Linked DNA regions of Sus scrofa: region 1 is linked to region 2. Evidence: chromatin contacts called from public Hi-C data. All regions are on one chromosome and are shown on one strand. The core of a region is the stretch at or near the end of the contact, and the rest is flanking DNA. Distances in the headings are between cores, read along the strand shown. Region 1 holds the start of WDR59 (WD repeat-containing protein 59). Region 2 holds the start of TMEM231 (transmembrane protein 231).

What was found. Hi-C and Micro-C count contacts between places; a contact is called where the count stands out from the background.
Region 1: a Hi-C map of embryonic fibroblasts shows a contact between it and region 2, with 2.6 times the contacts expected there. The contact joins the promoter of WDR59 here to the promoter of TMEM231 in region 2. A contact is called at or near these places in 2 of 47 Hi-C or Micro-C datasets (embryonic fibroblasts and liver).

Annotation. Positions count from the first base shown.
Region 1 is chr6:12,680,184-12,683,635 of Sscrofa11.1, reverse strand. It overlaps WDR59 (WD repeat-containing protein 59), which reads right to left and starts at 1,470. Exons shown (of 28, transcript XM_021093785.1): 1 at 1,278-1,470. The coding sequence starts at 1,331.
Region 2 is chr6:12,138,297-12,141,656 of Sscrofa11.1, reverse strand. It overlaps TMEM231 (transmembrane protein 231), which reads right to left and starts at 1,340. Exons shown (of 6, transcript XM_005664337.3): 1 at 470-1,340. The coding sequence starts at 970.

The DNA of each region.
Region 1 (3,452 bases), core at 221-2,720, 540 kb before region 2:
TTATTATTATTGTCTTTCTGTCTTTTTAAGGCCACACCTGCGGCATATGGAGGTTCCCAAGCTAGGGGTCGGATCGGAGCTGTAGACACCGGCCTACACCACAGCCACAGCAACAGGGGATCAGAGCTGTGTCTGTGACCTACACCACAGCTCAGCTCACCGAAACACCGGATCCTTAACGCATTGAGCGAGGCCAGGGGTCGAACTTGCATCCTCTTGGATGCGAGTCGGGTTCATTAACCGCTGAGCCATGACGGGAACTTCAAAAAAAAAAATTCTTGGAGTTCACGTCGTGGCTCAGTGGTTAACGAATCTGACTAGGAACCACAAGGTTGCGGGTTCAATCCCTGGCCTTGCTCAGTGGGTTAACGATCCGGCGTTGCCATGAGCTGTGGTGTAGGTTGCAGTCGCGGCTCGGATCCCGCGTTGCTGTGGCTCTGGCGTAGGCCGGCGGCTACAGCTCCGATTGGACCCCTAGCCTGGGAACCTCCATATGCCGCGGGAGCAGCCCAAGAAATGGCAAAAAGACAAAAAAAAAAAAAAAAAGTACTAAGTTTCCTTTAGGCTCACCATGTGTCCAGCACTGTGCCACACATTTTAAGTGTATGACCTCATAAAAATTCTCACATCAATCCTTTAAGAGAGACACAATTGGCACCTCTTACAGGTGAGAAAAGATGCACAAAGGGTGATGACAGGCTAAGATATGAGCTGGGATTCGAACCGAGCAACACACGAAATGCATACGCCTCTTCACTGCGCGGTATCTTCCACTACCCTAGCATCAGAGACCACTTAAAGGTTTAAGCGCTGAAACGGGCACCTCGCGTGCAGTTTTTTATTAACTCCATTCCATCAAAGTTCTGTGAGGCAGGGTTCAATACATCTACCTAAGGCTCAGAGAAGTTCTGCAACTTGCCCAAAGTCACTAGGTGCAGGGGGAGCAAACACCCCCTCGCTCTCCACTCCGGTGGTGGGAAGCCTTCCCTCAGCGCTCACTAGAGCGCAATATCTGCACTTGGATATCCTCAGGCCGACCCCACTCCTGTATCCACGAGGGAAACCCCGAAACCTCGCCCATGGCAGCCCCAACCACCCCCAACGGTCTTCAAGGTAACCCTCATCCACTCAGCTCTGACACCTCCAGGTCACCCCCTTGACCATCTCCCCAGCCCGGGCTGGGGGTCGCCAGCCGCCCTGAGACAGACCCGGCAGCGTGGGGGAGGGGAACTGGGAAGGGCGCATGCTCAGAAGGCTCCATTTGGTCCCCAGCTCACCTGGGAGTCGCGGAATTCCACCACCACGTTCTCGCTGCTCCATCTCGCCGCCATTTTCCGCGCCCAGCCGTCGGGACACGAGAACTACGCGTCCCTACCTCAGACACCCGCGTTCCTGGGCTCGGCGAGCCCCACGCAGCCCGCGAGTCAGTGCTGCCACGCCCCGTCCTCGCTTCTGCCTGACCGCAAACTATTGGCTGACCCAAACACTGGCTCCACCCCCTCTTCCCGGATCCTCCAATTGTGGCACGGCGCCTGCCCCCCGAAAAAGGTACGACCCCCTTCACTCCGTCACGGCGTGGGTCACTTTCGCCCCTCGCGGCTGCGGATACCGCCCCCCCCCCTGCCGCGAGCTCTGCCGGGAGTTGTAGTCCAAAGTATGGACAACCGGGGAAGAGCTTGCAGGTTAGAGTTTGGCCGAGGGGAGGTGCGTGTTTTTCCAATCCGTCTCCTCGACGGTGTCAATGGCAAGGCCCAGACTGCATAAAAACCAAAGCTGAGCATTAGTGCAAACCAATGATTATCTCTTACCTCGAAGCCTGGCGCAAAGGCATTGAAAAGGGTAAATGCGCGATTCAATACAGTTTTATACAGTACAGCAGCGCCAGCTAAAATGTCTAGGGACCTGGGGGAGGGGGGTCTACGAAGGCAAAAAATGTCACTGTTATACTAAGAAGTTATTTGCTTTTTTCTTTTTCCTTCACAAATGCACAGTGTTTTTCACAGGTTAGTTACTACTTTTTTTTTTTTTTTTTTTTTTTTTTTGGTCTTTTTGCTATTTCTTGGGCCGCTCCCGCGGCATATGGAGGTTACCAGGCTAGGGGTCGAATTGGAGCTGTAGACGCCGGCCTACGCCAGAGCCACAGCAACGCGGGATCCGAGCCGCGTCTGCAACCTACACCACAGCTCACGGCAACGCCGGATCTTTAACCCACTGAGCAAGGCCAGGGATTGAACCCTCAACCTCGTGGTTCCTAGTCAGATTCGTTAACCACTGCGCCACGACGGGAACTCCTTAATACACATTTGTAACAGATTGAATGTAGAAGCAGGTGTGAAAATCTAGGATTTTTCTCTTAAGCCAATCATTAAAGAAAGTTGCCACTGTTCCCACTAAAGCTGTTTTGTTTTGGAAAATAAAGTTACTTTTCATTTACAAAATGTATTGTTAATGTTAACGCTCATTGACGTGTAAATTAATTTTTTTTTTGTCTTTTGTCCTTTTAGGGCCACACCCACAGCATATGGAGGTTCCCAGGCTAGGGGTCTAATTGGACCTGTTAGCTACGCCACAGCCACAGCCACACCACATCCGAGCCACGTCTGCAACCTACACCACAGCTCACGGCAACACCAGATCCTTAACCCACTGAGGGAGGCTAGGATCGAACCTGCAACCTCATGGTTCCCAGTAGGATTCGTTTCTGCTGCGCCACCACAGGAATGCCAAAATTTTTTAATTATTAGTGTTAATATCTGATGAACTAGACATAAAAGTTTGGGGGGATCATTAATAATTTTCAAGAGTGTAAAGGGGGAGTTCCCAGGTGGCACAGTGGGTTAAGGATCACTGCTGTGGCTCAGATTCCATCCCTGGCCCTTGGAACTTCCATGCCATGGGCCCAGCCAAAAACTAAAACCAAAAAAAAAAGTGCAAAGGGGACCTGAGATCAAAAAGTTGGAAAACCGCTATGCTAATACAGGGAATGGCCACTAAGTTCTCTTCCTCAGCTCCAACCTCTGAAATCCTGGGCTTAACTGGTTTAGCCTCAGTTTCTCTACAGAAGGAGAAAATTCATTTGGTTGTCCTAAGGAGTTAACCATTAACCACAAGGCCTGGAATATAACCAATCCTCAAGTGTAAACTGTCCCTATTGGGTTTTTTTGGTGGCCTACACCAGGCTCCAAGCTGCATCTGCGACCTACACCACAGCTCACGGCAATGCCAGATCCTTAACCCACTGAGCGAGGCCAGGGGTTAAACCCACATCCTCATGGATACCAGTCAGGGTTCATAACCAGCTAAGCCACAACTTACTGTTGTGTTTATATTAATGCTGCTTTTACATGCAAGCCATTGCATGAATAGAGATAAGAAGCCTTCCATTCCCTCCTGGAGAGTTGGAAACAATGGGAAACAGATTTGTCAACAGGTTAGGGTGACCAACCGTGGAA
Region 2 (3,360 bases), core at 91-2,590:
TAACCTGGGAACCTCCATATGCTGCGGGTGCGGCCCTAAAAAAAAAAAAAAAACAGAAAAACCAAAAAAAAAAAAAAAAAAAAAAAGAGAGAGAGAACGTCAACTGGCTTTCACGACTCAGCAACTTTCGCGACCACGCTTCCATCAGGCCACGCCCACGGAAATGGGGGCCAGAGACAGGCTGTCCGCAGGCTATCAGTCTCTGTGTGGGACACACACCCTGACAGCAGTGACTAATTTTCTCGGGGGTGGTGGACGGCTTGGAGAATTCGAATATTACAAAATATTTACTCCCCAGGAAATTAAATATAAGCTTAGGCCAATGAGCCTGTACACACAACTTCTGTGGATTCGTAACTCCTTCAGACCCAAGCAGGGCCCCCAGGGACAAGGACCCGGACCGCCCAGCTTCCTCCCACGCATGCCCCTATCCCCATCTCCATCCATACACCCGCCCAGAACCACGCACCGAAACGAGCGGGACGCGCAGGTGATCCCCCTGCAGTCGGTTGAAGGCAGGGAACGTGCTCCAGGCCAGGAATCCGCCGTGCGCGTGCTCAGGTCCCAGCAAGGCCACGAGCAGCACTTGGTGCTGGAAGCGTACGGTCGGCTGCTCCTCGTAGCTACTCCGTTTCAGCCAAAACCCTGAGGTAAAGAGGGCAGGAGGCAGAGGGGAAGAGGTTAGGGAGGCCGGCGGGAGCACCGGGGAGAATCCTGTCGCGCACTGGCCTTCAGGCAGGCTCACCGTGGCTCCGGAAGGCCACCAGCAGCGGTGGGATGTACGTGAGGGCGGTGGCCAGCAGCAGGAACAGCGCGGCCTTGGAGCAGAGCCCCGCGCGGTAGCCGCGCTCCACCGGGTGAGAAAAGAGTTCGTGGAGCGCCATGAGCACAGGTCGGAGTCGGGCTGCGCGTCCCGGACCCCTCCGCGGTTCCAGAGACTCGACCAACTTTGGCTTCTCCTGGTTGCCATAGCCTTGGTCTCCACGGCAACCGCAGGCGCGGGGAAAGGAACCAATAGCAAGGAAGCTGGCTTTGGTGGGGGTGGGGCTAACGGGGGGCGGTACCCACTGGTGGATCGTAGTCCTAGCTTTAAGCGTTAGGCGCCCTTTCCTATAAGCTGAGCAGAAATGGAATGTTCCGTGCCCCCAAATCTTAGCATCGCCCTTGTTAACATTTGTGTCAAATTAGATTTTCATAAATATTAAAGTAAATACCTGCATAAGTGTCATCTGTTAATCCCCAATGTGGTTCACTGTACACTGAGTCCAGTAACGGCACACCTTACATTGGAGGAAAACAGTGTGGTCCTGGACCTGGTCACTCCTTTGTATCCAAATGTACCTTTTTTCTTTCTTTCTTTTCACTTTTATTTATTTATTTGTTTGTTTGTTTTTAGGGCCGCATCCGCAGGCATATGGAAGTTCCCGGGCTAGGGGTCAAATAAGAGCTGCAACTGCCGCCTACAGCACAGTTCCAGCAACACAGGTTCTGAGCTGCGTCTGTGACCTACACCACAGGCCATGGCAATGCCAGTTCCTTAACCCACTGAGCGAGGCTAGTGATCCAATCCACATCCTCATGGATGCTAGTCAGGTCCCTTACCACTGAGCCAGGGCAGGAACCCCTGTCTCCAAATTTTCTAATGCTTTCACTAGTCCATAGCAAGACAGACACCGAAACAGGTCACAAAGCACCCTGCTCTTCAAGGGATAAGGATAATTACTATATAGCTCTACTATACTATGTTATAGTTGAGCACAGGCTTGACGACCTGTTTTGGGGAAGCTCTGGCCCTCTGCAAAGTTAACCTTGGTGTGTCACTTCATTAAAAGCTCTCCCTAGTATTTCAAACAAGGCAGAAGGATCTTTTTTTTTTTAAGGGCCATACCCATGGCATATGGAGGTTCCCAGGTTAGGGGTCAAATTGGACCTACAGCTGCCAGCTTATGCCACAGGCATGGCAATGCAGGATCCAAGCCATGTCTGCAACTTACACCATAGGTCATGGCAACACCAGATCCCTAACCCACTGAGGGAGGCCAGGGATCAAATGGATCCTCATGGATACCAGTCTGATTCGTTTCCACTGGACCACAATGGGAACTCCCAGGATTTTTTTTTAACACGTTCAACAGCCAACTTCTTTATCAAAAGGACCCGAAGAATCAAATGTCAGTGCCAAGAGATAGTGTGAGGTTTGTTATCAGAATGGAGTCCAGCAGTAGACGCTCCTATTTCAAAACCAACCTAGAAGTGCTTTTGTCTTCTAGTTTCATTGGGATATAACTGACATACAGCACCATATAAGTTTAAGGTGTACAACATAATGATTTGACTTACATACATCATAAAATGATTACAATAAGTTTAGTGAACCCTTCACCTCATATAGAAAATTAAATAGAAAATATTTTTCCTTATAATAAGATCTCTTAGGATTTATTCTCTTTCTTTCATATGTAACCCAGTGCAGTGTTAATTATATTTATCATGTTGTACCTTATATCCCTAGTACTTATCTTGTAACTGCAAGTTTGTACCTTCTTTTCATCCAATCCCCTCTTCCCTCCACCCTGATTCTGGTAGCCACAAATCTGATCTCTTTTTTTAATGAGTTTGTTTATTTTTGGAAGTATAAGTGACCTACAACCCTATTAGTTCCTGTTTCACAGTATGAAGTATTTCTACACATTTCTTTTTTTTTTTTTTTTTTTTTTTTTTTTTGGTCCTTTTAGTGCCGCACTTGCGGCACATGGAAGTTCCCAGGCTGAGGGCCCTGAGCCACAAGGGGAACTCAAGTATACCTATACATTTAAAAACGATCACCATGAGAAGTCTAGTTACCATAACCTAGAAGTGGGTTGTAGATGAGGAAAACAGCTGAGATCCTAACAACACAGAGAGAGGTCAAGACCTCCCTTATGCGAGAACTATCCAGAGTCCAAGCTGACAATGTCAGCAGCCATAAGATGTTTCTGACATATCTGGTCCCGTACTATATATTCTTGCTTTAAAGCTTTTCTGAGGTAGCAACACAGCTGTAAAAAATTGATAGGCTTAAATCTATGTTGCGATTCTGACCTATTGTATCTGTGCTTTAAGCGAATGTCTTTCATTTATATAACCATTAAAATAAAATTTAGAGGCGTTCCTTTGTGGCTCAGTGGGTTAAGGATCTGGCAGTTGTCACTGCTGTATCATTGGTTAGAGTTTTGGGGTAGGTTCAGTCCCTGGCCCGGGAACTTCCCCAGGCCATGGGTGCCGCCACAAAATTTAAAAATTTAGGGAGTTCCCATCGTGGCTCAGCGGTTATGAACCCGACTAGTATCCATGAGGACACAGGTTTGATCCCTGGCCTCG